Linked DNA regions of Mus musculus: region 1 is linked to region 2. The links are chromatin contacts, called in public Hi-C maps. All regions are on one chromosome and are shown on one strand. Each heading gives the region's core, a stretch centred on a gene start, on an enhancer-like site or on the middle of the called end of the contact. The rest is flanking DNA. Distances are from core to core; before and after follow the strand shown.

Region 1 (5,967 bases), core at 1,747-4,246, 140 kb before region 2:
CATATTCTTAATTATTATGATGCACTGACAAATTGTAAATATAGAGATAAGATACTTCCCAACAACCTTTGCAGTTAAATATTGTGAAATGCCTTGTTTGTATAGATGTGAACAAAAGCCCTGGTATGGGATTTACCCAAAGTCACATGCCTGGTAAGCAACATGGTCTAGACTCCAGCTACAGCTCTTAACTAGTTTATTGACAGCAAAAGTGACTTTGGTAGAAGAATAAATAGGTCAACACAGAGAGCTCCTACAAAGGCCCAAATGTTATTTTAAGTCCTTTGCACGTGTTTTCTTATTTGCAACATGATGGCCCTGCACTGTAATGAGAAATATCTGGATTTTTTTAAATGGGAAGATTGGACTTAAGGAGGTTACCTAGAATTCCTAAAGTCATATAGATGTAAAGTAACATTTGAACCAAGCTATAGAGCTCAGGGAATGGCCTCTCAGTCACGGTGTCTCTTCTGCACACCGAGGTAGACTGAGGTCACCCAGTCAGCTGCTACATGTGTCTCTCATCTCCTGCCATGCAGCAGGTGTGCCACATCATCATTGTAGTACCAAACCTGTTGCCTGGACAGGCTCCCGTTTTTTGCTTAAGTTTCTTGGTCTCACACACCTATATGACTCTTTACTAAGGAGACCTGGATGGCCTGGCTACACATAATACCTCTTGCCCTCCCCTAATCGAATGTAGCCTCTCCCTTCACTCTCAGGTTCCACCCTGTGAGGCAAATGCAGCAGCTGCTTCCACCTGACCCCAGATGCCAAGACTTCTCACCTTTTAACCAACTTTATGCTGGTCAGACTGCTTCTGATCTCTTCATGGGGTGGTGGCCGGCCATGCCTCACAGTCTGTGGTTTTGGGGTGACAGGACAAATCAACTCTAAGACTGCCACAGGATGGACAATAGAGTAAAGAGCCGCTGGACAAGAGAAGGACCTACTCTTCCATCTCTCCAAAGTGACATTCCTCAGGACCTATGCACCCAACACAGTCTCCCATCAAGAGTGACTGCGTTTTCTCGAGTCTGGAGTTGATCTTACTCTTGGCCAACCTTGATGCCTCAGGCCAATGACACTGTGCTTCTATTACTCCAGACACAGGGGAATCTCAGCCCCACAGTTTCTTTGAAAGCCTGGCAACTGTTTTGAGTTTGCCTTATCCTTAGCAGGCTCAGCTATGAATTGTGTATACAGCTTCCCTATCATAAGATCTCACCAGGGAGCAACTGGCCTGGGGAAGCTGAACTGGGAGGGACTGAGTCAGCAAAAGGCACGGTCAGAGCAGGCAGGCTGGAGGGGGCGGGAGGGGAAGGAGTGCACGCTGACATCAGCAGAAAGTATGATGAAAATGAGGCAATACATATTTAAATGGTGTGTTTGCCTTCAACATCGTGCAGGAAACAAGGAGCACCTAACTTCCTCCATCGGCCCACCTCAGACCTCTCAGTCTAGGGCAAGCAAGTGCCGGCAAGGGCAAATGTCACAGAGTGTTAGGGAATGAAAGCAGACTAATATTTACAATATGTCTGATACGAGACATGTATTTTCGTATTTGCTTTGAAAAGCAAACCTCCGCCATAGCTATTACTAACCCCTACATTACAGATAAGGAAAATTTTGCTCGGAGAAATGAAGCTTAAAGTCCTGCTCCTGGGAGGGGCAAAATGAGGTTCAGTCCTGGGTCTCACTGGAAGGCATAATGCTCTTTCCCTTGTCATATTAGAGGGTGTGAAGCTCTACCTACCGGAGGGTCTCTATGGCAGCCATTGTGAGAGACAGGCATTTCAGGGAGATAAAAACTGAGATGTTTGGATACTTCCAATTATCCTAAAAATACATTTGCTTAAGCAAATCTTCTCTGTTGGCAAATCATCTCTCCTGAGGGAATACAATCTCATAAGCTCGGTTTAAAACATTTTCTAATATATATGGCATAAATATTTCTCTTGTGGCCCATTTCATGCTGTCAAATTTAACAGTTGGCTCACCAGATCCGAAAAATGTACTGACCAATCAGCTCACCGGAGCTGGGAGACAGATGCTTTCCCACTGAGACCCCGGAGTCCCACTCTGCAGTAACTGACAGGTGTGGTTTAGGGACATAAAATCTGACACTGTGAAGTGTCATCTAGATTAGAGATCTCTCTGGTGAAGACCTTGCTGTTCCTGCTGCCAGGGATGTGATAAGTCTATTCAATGGCTGCCAAGGCGACAGAGCCACTTCTCCCAGGGTCACACCCTATCCAGAACATCTCCTATCCAGACACAGAATAAGGTTTGGTGTTGAGGTTTGGTCTGTTGCTATGTATTGTAATACTAACTGTGGGCTCCCCGGGGCCTGGTTGCCCCAGAGATGAGAGAGAGTCCACAGTTAGACCCAAGTGATGCTATGTACCCAAGTCATCTCTGATTGGTGAATAAAGATACCTGCAGCCAATAGCTGGGCAGAATAGAGATAGTCAGAGTCTTGGGTTCCTGGACTTGGGTTTGATTGGAGGAGACAATGAGGTGGGAGAGAGGAAGGTGAGAAGGAAGGATGGGTTAGGAGTCAAGAAAGCATGACCACGTGGGCTGGCCAGTTGGAGTTGAGAGCAGCTCAGATGAAACATACTAAGTAATAGTTTGGGGTTAAATTGGATAATCAAAGGTGGTAGCAGCTCCTGACTGGGACTAAGTATTTTCCACAACAGTTTGGTCCTTTAGGGGTGGGGCTGCATGGTTGAGGTGAGGCTGGCCATGAGTCCCTGCTCATTGCAGAATCACAGCTTCCAAAGGAGACAAACCAAATCCTCAGCCTGTTTCCCCTCTCACATCCTTCTACTCTCAGCCATCAGAAGTGCAATCCCGAGGCACTGATGCCCTGATCACCAAACGTTGCCTCTGCTTGGGCCTCTGCTTCTCTGGGAGCTCAATAACAACAGGCAGAAAGGAAGGCAAGATTAACCTGACTTGTGGTATCAAGCTCGGCCTGAGGCAGAACTGCATCCATCAGGGCCTAGTGGGCCTTGTGATAAGAAATGACCTGAGAGGCACCAGGATGGAGCTCAGGGGCAGAACACTTGCTTAGCATGAATGAGCCTCTGGGTGCTATCCCAATACCAATAGTAGTAATAATAATCAGAATCATAATAATTTTCCCAGAAAAGAAAATTATATGCAAGGAGCAGTAGAGTGTCCCTTCTGTCCCAGCTTAAGACGAGCCAGCTGCCTGACCAGCGTCCTTCAGTTCGGCCGGCTCTGTGTCTGCTACCCCAGCTGCTGAGGAGCTCGCAGGTGGCCTGTGGAGGACAGTGGTGAGTGCCATGGGACAGAGCTTTATGTAAGTGCTCCCTGGGGACCGGCCATGGTGACAGTGCAGCTCTGTCAGTTTTGTGCTTTTGAAGGAGCAAACCAAAAGCAGAGTTGGTGGGTGAAAGATCCATTTTCAACTTCATCTACGGGGGCTCAGCCTGTAATGGGTAGCCTCCTTCCTCCCCTGCTCCTTCAGGGTCTACCCTATTCTCCACCTTCTCATCAACCTCTCTGCCTCCCATTTACCTGTCAGAATGTTCAGAGGAGAGACTTGTCCAATCCTTTGAGTAGCAAAACCCCTTTCGGAGCTTGTGTGTTTTACCCCGAGGATAAACCTATGTCACACTTTCATTACAAAAATAGTCAGCAGTTAAGACAGCACACTGTGGCAGCGACAGATAACCACTCAGACAGAAACTGACAGATACCTTCCTGCACCATCTATTCATGGGCCAAGATCTACAGAGTATCCACCATGTGACAGACACTGGGAGCATGGTGTGACAGAAAGCAAGATCTACAGAGTATCCACCGTGTGACAGACACTGGGAGCATGGTGTGACAGAAAGCAAGATCTACAGAGTATCCACCATGTGACAGCCACTGGGAGCATGGAGTGACAGAAAGCAAGATCTACAGAGTATCCACCGTGTGACAGACACTGGGAGCATGGTGTGACAGAAAGCAGACCTAGGCCCTGACTTCCTGGAGGCTTTGCAAGTTTGGAGATGAGGGACATTAACCAAAGCATCACAGATTAAAACTTATAAGACTACTAAATATAAGGGGAGAATGAACAGTGGGCCTGAGACTGTGTGCTTGTGACACAAAAGAACTTGATTTTGTATTCCCCAAAGGTTTATCTGCTCCTAAGAACATCCCATACCAGGCCAAGATCCCCCGACTCTGTCTCCACACCATACCATAGATTTCAAAAGAACTTCTGAAAAAGTTGCTCTGGTTTTCATATGTCACCCATGTCAGCCAGAGTTTTGAGTTAGAAATTTAATTCCCAATACAACTGCATGGCTAGGTGGGGCCTTTAAGAGACCTTGGACCATGAGGGCTTGGCCTGAAGAATGGATTGGCTTTGTTCTCAGGAGTGGATTACTATAGAGCGTTGCACTGGTTGTTTTCTATATCTATGTTACAATAGCCTCCTAAGAGAAGAGGCTTCCACTGTGGCTGCTAAGAGGTTTCACCCCATCATGGAGTGGAAGGCATGGATGGGATGTAGCAGAGTGTGTGCACATGAAGATGCAGTTAAAAAGCAGTCTAGGATTGGACCATTTCCACACGCCAGGCCCTGCCTTCATAAAGTCTCCTCAGCCTTCAGGATAGACAGGAGTTAGGGACTATATACTCCAAAGGTGACCCTCTGAGGGACCGTTCTAGATTCAAACCCTAACAAGTGTGTTCCAGGAAGATGGATGAGTTGTGGTCCCTTATCCCTTCCTCCTGCTTCTACCTCTTGATGGCTTTCATGCTGACACTGTAGGAGGAGCTCACACTAGGTGGGTGCCTTGAGCTTTGGTTTCCAACCTTCAGAACGATGAGTTAAGTTTACCTCCATTTATGTTATCGTATATGGTTATCTGCTTATGTTCCATTGCCAAGGCCTGGAATGGACCAAGACAGAACTGGTTAAGGTAACAACAGTTCTCATAAAATAAGTGGCATTGCTGATCCTTAAAGTGAGGTGTCCCATGCTCTACAGAGTAGTAGAAAGGAGAAGAGATTTCATATTTTGCTTTCGGCTAATCCTTGAAATTTTTTACTTTTATATATGTGTTATAATGTATGGCATTGTTTGCATGGAATTTGTAAACAAATAGGATTGAAGTAGGTGCATGGGGCATTTTACTGAGTTTGTGTTTACTGCTATGGCTTGGGTATGGTCACATTGTGAGAGAAGGTTGCTCCCCAGGGTCACTTCCACAGAATGTGGATCCTGTGGAAAGTGGAACAGTGGATTCTAGGTTCTGGGGTGCTGCTCATGCAACCCCCTCAAGTTCTTTAGAAATGTCTGTTACGGGAAGAGGAAAGCCTGGTCAAATGAATGCCCACCACCCCTCTGCTCCTGTTTGAGATGTGACCATCTTTTCCTGAACGTTGTGCCACTGTGAAGTGATACCATCTGCTGCCCTCACCTCAGACCAACCCAGTGGGACTGCTTCTTTATTACAATTTACAAGTTATAAATTTTGTAAGTAAACTTCCTTCTTTATAACAAGTGTTCTCTTAACTAAGGGTTAAATGAAAGCCCCTTAGTGTCCAGGCAGCCTCAGGGTCCTCTCTGCAAGCTTGAGCTGCACTGGGGTCCTCTTATGCCAAGACTGGTCAAGATAGAGAGACAGGAATCACCGCAGCTTGTTTCTGTAGAATGTGAAGGATGGATAAAACCTACTACACCGTGAGTAGCCTGCCAAAGCGTCTCCAAGCCCTTATGGCGATTAATCACCCTGGGGCTCTCCCTCCCAGCGTGTCTAGAAAAGCTTTACAGGAGGAGATCGTCCCCCCAGCCTTCCTGTATCCTTCCCAAGAGTGCCCCACTGTTAACTGCACATATTTATCTCCTGACTTTGCCTGATCAAACTGTTCCTATTGCCAGAAGAGCTCTGGCCCTGGCCTCTGTGCAAGAATGTCACACGGTAAAAGCCTGGA
Region 2 (6,141 bases), core at 1,998-4,497:
ATGCTATATCCAGTGCAATTCTAGAGACTTTTAGAGTTAGTTTTATAAAGGAAGCACATTTCTGGAAATCCAAAAAGCACAAATCGTTCACCAAGAGTTTTCAAAGGGTCCTTCCAGAAGTAGTAGACTCTCTGCAAAGGCACAGATAGTCAAAGTAGTAGTATCCTTGTCATAAAGACAACAGGAAAATAGACCCACCATTCTTGAAATCTATTTTATCATTACTATTATGTCACGAGCAGTGTAATACCTAATAGATCTTTCTCTAGAATGCTAGGATGCCATCCAATATAAGTAGATGCCACTAACCTGATGAGGTGATGCTTGAAATATGTACCCCAAATCTGTTCATTACCAGCATCAAGGTTGCACTTGTGGCCACTTATCTCCATGGGAGTAGCTACCAGATTGACCTCTTTGTTGTGTAGATATTTCTTCATAGATAAAGGATTCTAGCCTAGACTCCTGAGATAAGGAAATTTCCAAGTACAGAAAGTTACAAAGACTCATGTGTCTCTTCTTCCAGGGTAACCTTGGGCTTCTCCTTGAGAGAGAAAGCCTTTGACCAGTCTACTGATTGGCCTGCAATTGGACACCAAACTCCAGGGATGCAGCTCTCTGGATTCACCAGCCATCCTGAGGGCCAAGTGTTCTGTGATGAAGTTACCTTGAATCACCCATGCTCCTGTAAGCAACCACTCATCTGTACTCCTCTAGGAAACTACAATAAACTAACTGGTTCATTAACAGACTTGGGTGGGATTATTACTCTGGTCTATTGTTGGTACCCTATCTGGAGTTGAATACACAGTTAATGTCTCCCTCACACCTAGGAAAAGTCACATAACACAAACATGGACTGATAACCTACCACAAGTTTGGGAAGAGTGGATGCATGGCTCCTATGGTGGATGCTGACACATTCAACTAAGGCATATTCATATGAGAGTGGAGTATCCATGGGAACAATATGGAAATTGGTACTTTTCCTCATGGTGTAGCTATTTCCTATAGTGATGATTACATGCTCCTGCAATTGGTGATATGAAAGGCAACCAAGACCAAACGATCTGAGACTAGAGTGTACTTCAGAGGAATCCCAAGATGAGCATCTTACTGAATTATGGCATCCAGTGGCATACCTCACTGGGGAATGGTGCTGTCTACTATGCAGGTATGCAGATACTCCCCAATCTGCTGATGGATTATAGAATGTATTGAAATCTCTAGAAGCAGCCATGCAAGATATGATAATAAACAGGTTGTGGCTTCAGGGTGTGCCATGGTTGTGGTCAATAAGACTTGTAAATGAAGCTCAACTAGCTATCCAGAAAGAATGTAACAGGAATTTCAATGGGAAGAAAACATGCAGATGCTAGACTTTCTGTTGTGGCTACTTTATGATTTGGCAGGAAACTCGGGTAAAGGAGAAGATGAAATTGCAGTGTTGGCTTGCTGTTTCCTAGAGCTGGCAGGATATAAGAGAAAGAGTGCAGCTTAGGTCTTGCTAAGGGCCCTTTCTTAGGATCCCTTGGGACTCATGAGAAGATTGGATAGTGTGGAAACTGTGGCAATAATGTGAGAGAAATGAGGTTGACCATTTACAGAGAGGAAGGGGAAATCCATGATTCAGCATGCAGATAAAGCCCTTCCTAATGACCTGTACAGGAAGCTCTGGTAATCCAGAAATATCCTGCATCTGACCTGCCCAAACTGAGGAAGAATTTTAAACGGAACAGACGAGCCTCTCAGAACCTGGCTCCTACAGTGGTGGAGCATAGGGGTGGATATGATCAGTCTGAGTGCCATGAAAGCAGAGGAACTGAGTAATCTAACTGCCTATCTCTCATTGAGATGAAGGGATCATAGTCTGAAATGATAGAAGGTAAGTTAGAGAGCTCCTGACGGCATGACTCATGGGGACCATTGGGGTCACTTGCTCATCAGTAGCTGAGGTACTTTTGAAGGGTCTGGAAGACAAGAGAGAAAGAACAGACATTAACTGAAGAAAGTGGGCCTGAGAGACAGCATATGATACTCAGTTCACTGGGCACATAATGTGGCTTATGTTCACAGAAGATTTAAGGAAACGGTTGATCAAGGAGATGCCACAAGAAATGGGGCTTTGGCAGTTTTGCTGAACCCTGTGGTGGGATGTGATGTGTGTGAGACAGGAGAACCTTTGGTCAATCAACATGGGTTAGAAGGGCATGTAGACTGTGTTTGTGACATGCTGATGCAATCCAGAGGGAGCAAGAAACCAGACAAGGAGATCTGAGCCACTTGAAGGCAAATGTGACAATATTTATGCTGAGCTAAAGTTCCCAGAGAGAAAATTAGGAGAAAGCTGAATGTGATGCTAGCGAGCTTCTAAAAGGCTTTAAAGCCATGCCACAGATCACAGAAGACAAAAATGATAAAATAGTTCGAGAAAAAAAAAAAAAAAGACTGAGCTTGTCCTAGGAGCAGGCAGGCAGTGCCCTCAAGTAGGCTATTAACATTCTATGGGCACTAATTAACTATTAACGACTATGGGCACTAATTAAAAATAGAAGATGAATACACTAAAAACACCTTTTAAATGTGACCTATAATTAGGGTACAAGTAATCATAAGCCCAATTGCAAGGATGTCCCCTCTTGTTCTAAACTTAAAAGTAAATGAATATAGCTCCTGCCAGTCCAAAGAGAGTCAAGTGCTGCAGACACAAACCACTCCCTCACCAAAGGGAGGCTAATCACCAGAGGAAAAAAATATGAATTGTATTCCATAGCCATACTCACAGTTGCCTCTGATGTCATGGTGTGCTGAGAACTCTCAGTGCCTCTAAGTGTCGTCTCAGGCTCTGACAATGCTGGACATGTAGTGCTGATAAAAATGTGTGGTGCCAAATAAACCTTTTGTCAGAAAAAATGACCCTGTCAGCCTATACGCAATGGTTTGTGTGACTATGCCTTTGCTCACATAGTTTCAGTGTAATGAGATACATCCGACAGCTCTATTTGACTAGACTTCTTTTTCCTTGCTTATCAATCATCAAAATTAGACATGGCTAAAACTTGCAAAAAATACATTTAACAAGAAAAAAAATACACACACCTTTAGTAATTTTTTTGTTATACTATTTAGACACGTTTTGAAGAAAAGCATTATCTTTAAGCGACAAAAGACACTGTTCCTATAAGCCAGTATCTGAGAATAACCTTACTTAGCAGAGAATAATTTTTTGTTACAATATTTAGACACGTTTTGAAGAAAACCATTATCTCTAAGTGACAGAAGACACTGTTCCTATAAGCCAGTATCTGTGAATAACCTTACTTGGCAGATTAGTTTGAGAAATTAGACTGAGAAATTAGAAATGTGAAGTCAATGACTAGTTTTCTCTGGTTTGCATTTTGAATATTCCATTCTTTATGCAATAGCTATAATTGATTCATCCTTGGATCCCTTCTGCCCACTGCTGAATTTCAGAACACACAAACTCCCCACCTAGCTATGGGAGGATGTTTGCTTGGTGTTTGCAAAGGTGTGAGGAACACTTGTATGGGATCTTTAACACTATGTATGGGTCCAGATCCAGAAAGCTTCCTCTTGCATGCTATTCCAGTATTGCCCTGCTGCTGTGATAAAAACCCTGCTGAAAAGTGACTTGAGGAGGAAATATTGTTCTTGGCTTATGAAGGCAGGCCATAATTTATCACTGAGCAAAGTCAGAGCAGGAGCTTGGAGATATGAACCTTGGAGGAAGGGCTTGGGAGAGCAGTTTTGGGTTCCCTCAGATAACTTCCTTATATAGCCCAGGACCATCTACCCAGGAAATAGTACCACCCAGTGGGCTAGGCCTTCCTACATCAACAACTCCTTACAGACATGCCCACAGCTTAAACTGAAGAATACAACTAGTCAATCATGCCTTTTCATGTGATTCTAGGCTGTGTCAACTTGACACTTAATGACAACTAGGACACATTATCAGTTATCTGACTGACTTGTTCAATATTTTTATTGGGCATTAATGATAGGGCATATTCATTACAGCTACAGAAATTTTGTTTTATCTGGCCAATGTGGGTAGAAAATAGCTAAGGAGAAAGAAAGCCTCATAGTCTGAAGGTCTGTAATCTTTTGCACACATACTTCCTAGGGATGGAGTGAGAATTCAAAAGATAGTTTCTGATCCAAAGGCCAGGATTACAATGTTTTTAAATCTTTTACAAAATAGTTGTTGGTTTTTCATTCTTTGACAGTTTCATACATGCATATTCTGAATTTTAGTTTTCTCTACCTCTCATCACCATCTATTTCCCCCACCCCCACCTCCTGCCTTCTCCCACTGAGCCCCTTCTTCTTACCAAGTACCCTTTCTACTTTCAAATTTTTAATGCAGGTTGCTTGGCTGAGCATGGCTGGGAGTTTATATATTGGAACATGATCAGCTTATCTGTAGTCACACTATTGAAGAAAGTGACACTCTTTCCCTCAGGGACCATTAACTGTCAATAATCCTTCAGGGAAGGATGAGAACTCATGAGCCCTTTCCCCCTTTCTCAGTAAATATTGACAGGCTCAATCTTATGTGGTAATTGTGCAGGCAACAATAGTTTCAGGGAGTCATGAGTGCATCAGCCTAGGTATGTCTACAAGACATTTTCACTGTAGTCCTCCTCAACCTCTGTTTAGTACCATTTCCACCCCTGCTTCCTTGATGGTCCCTAAGCCTTGATGATCCTCAAGCCTTGATGGTCATGTTGGGGTAACATAGATATTCCTTTGGAGGCTCAGCATACCATAATCAGATATTCTGTTTATGCCAGCCAGTTGGGAATCTCTGTATTAATTTGTCTACTGCAAAAAGCTTCTCTAAAGAGGGCTGTGGGCTGCATTAATCTATGGGTACAAAGATACATCTTTAATGGCAGTGTGACATCTGTCCATATAGCATACTCTACATCCATGGCTCCTAGTCTTCCTAATGCTGTGACCCTTTAATATAGTCCCTCATGTTTTGGTGACCCCCAACCATAAAATAATTTTCGTTGCTGCTTTATAACTGGGATTTTGCTACTGTTATGAATTAGAATGTAAATATCTGATGTGGAGGATATGTGATATGACCCAAGGGGGTTCATGACAAACAAGTTGAGAACTACTGCCCTAGAGAATATAATTTGATGGCTGAAAAACAGATACTGAAGATTTAATATTCTATATTCACTTGGAACACCTATACCATGTAAGAAATCATTTCATTTTTATGATTCCTTTATTAAGAGCTTAAAAAGGAAAAATTAATTTCATTCCTAAGGATAATAGACTGTTTTATGGTAGCTTTGCATAGCAGAAGATAGAAGAGATTAAATTACCATTTCACAGTGAATTGTTTAACATATTTAATAACATGCTGATTTTTATATGGGAATCTTAACAGTCCCCCTCATCACTAGTTAGTGATGCCAGATAAAATACAGGTTGCTTAGTTAAATTTGAATTAGACACAGAAAATGAATATATTTTAGTATAATTATGTCCCATACAATATTTGATATTTTCTTTTCTAACTGAATAAGCTGTGTTTCTACATCTCAAGTTTAGCTGGGAATCTGTCATTTTATTCACTAAATTTGGCAACCTCATTAGTAAACTACACTTTTAAAATGTTTTTCAAATAGTTTTCAATTGCTACTAATACACTCTTTTTTATTCAGTCTTGTGGATTGGACTCAGGATCTTACAAGTGTTAGGTGAGCTCTCTACCCATGGGCTCAATGCCCATTCATTCATTTACCTACTAGTTCATCTAATATTTTCATTTTGAACTGTTTAGCATTGTGGTTTTTCAAAACAAAACAACACCCCCACACATAAACAAACAAACAAACACCTACCTTATGGATCAGTAAATCCCAGCCTTTGCTGACATATTTGGCAGGGAAAGATTTTAAATAATGTTGAGTTCCAAATTCAGTCCCCAAAGGTTCTGTAGTTCAGACATTTATAACTCCTCCAGGTGATTCTAGTGCTGCCAAGGTTGAAAACCACAGCTGCAGATGAAAATGAATTCTGCTTTCTTAGGCTTTATGTCTTTCAAACCTATTAATTATTTTCTCAGCAGATCTTAAATTGGCATAATAGCCAACT

Evidence for each region. A called contact is a pair of places that touch in the nucleus more often than the background predicts.
Region 1: a contact with region 2 is called in a Hi-C map of erythroid progenitors, with 3 times the contacts expected there. The contact joins two enhancer-like sites. A contact is called at or near these places in 15 of 484 Hi-C or Micro-C datasets (the AML12 cell line, the C2C12 cell line, LSK cells and 12 more) and 1 of 115 datasets of contacts at active chromatin or transcription factors (fibro-adipogenic progenitors).

What each region holds. Positions count from the first base shown.
Region 1 is chr9:94,692,205-94,698,171 of GRCm38.p6, reverse strand. The region is part of intron 2 of Slc9a9 (solute carrier family 9 (sodium/hydrogen exchanger), member 9); the gene reads right to left. Among named protein-coding and RNA genes, the nearest start is that of Slc9a9, 25 kb to the right of the region's middle. Within about 2 kb of position 2,996, at least 58 of the 459 cell types and tissues checked have an H3K27ac peak or open chromatin away from gene starts, as enhancers often do. A contact at or near this core is called in erythroid progenitors, where this site is marked.
Region 2 is chr9:94,554,082-94,560,222 of GRCm38.p6, reverse strand. No RefSeq gene overlaps it. Among named protein-coding and RNA genes, the nearest start is that of Dipk2a, 19 kb to the right of the region's middle. Within about 2 kb of position 3,247, at least 9 of the 459 cell types and tissues checked have an H3K27ac peak or open chromatin away from gene starts, as enhancers often do. A contact at or near this core is called in erythroid progenitors, where this site is marked.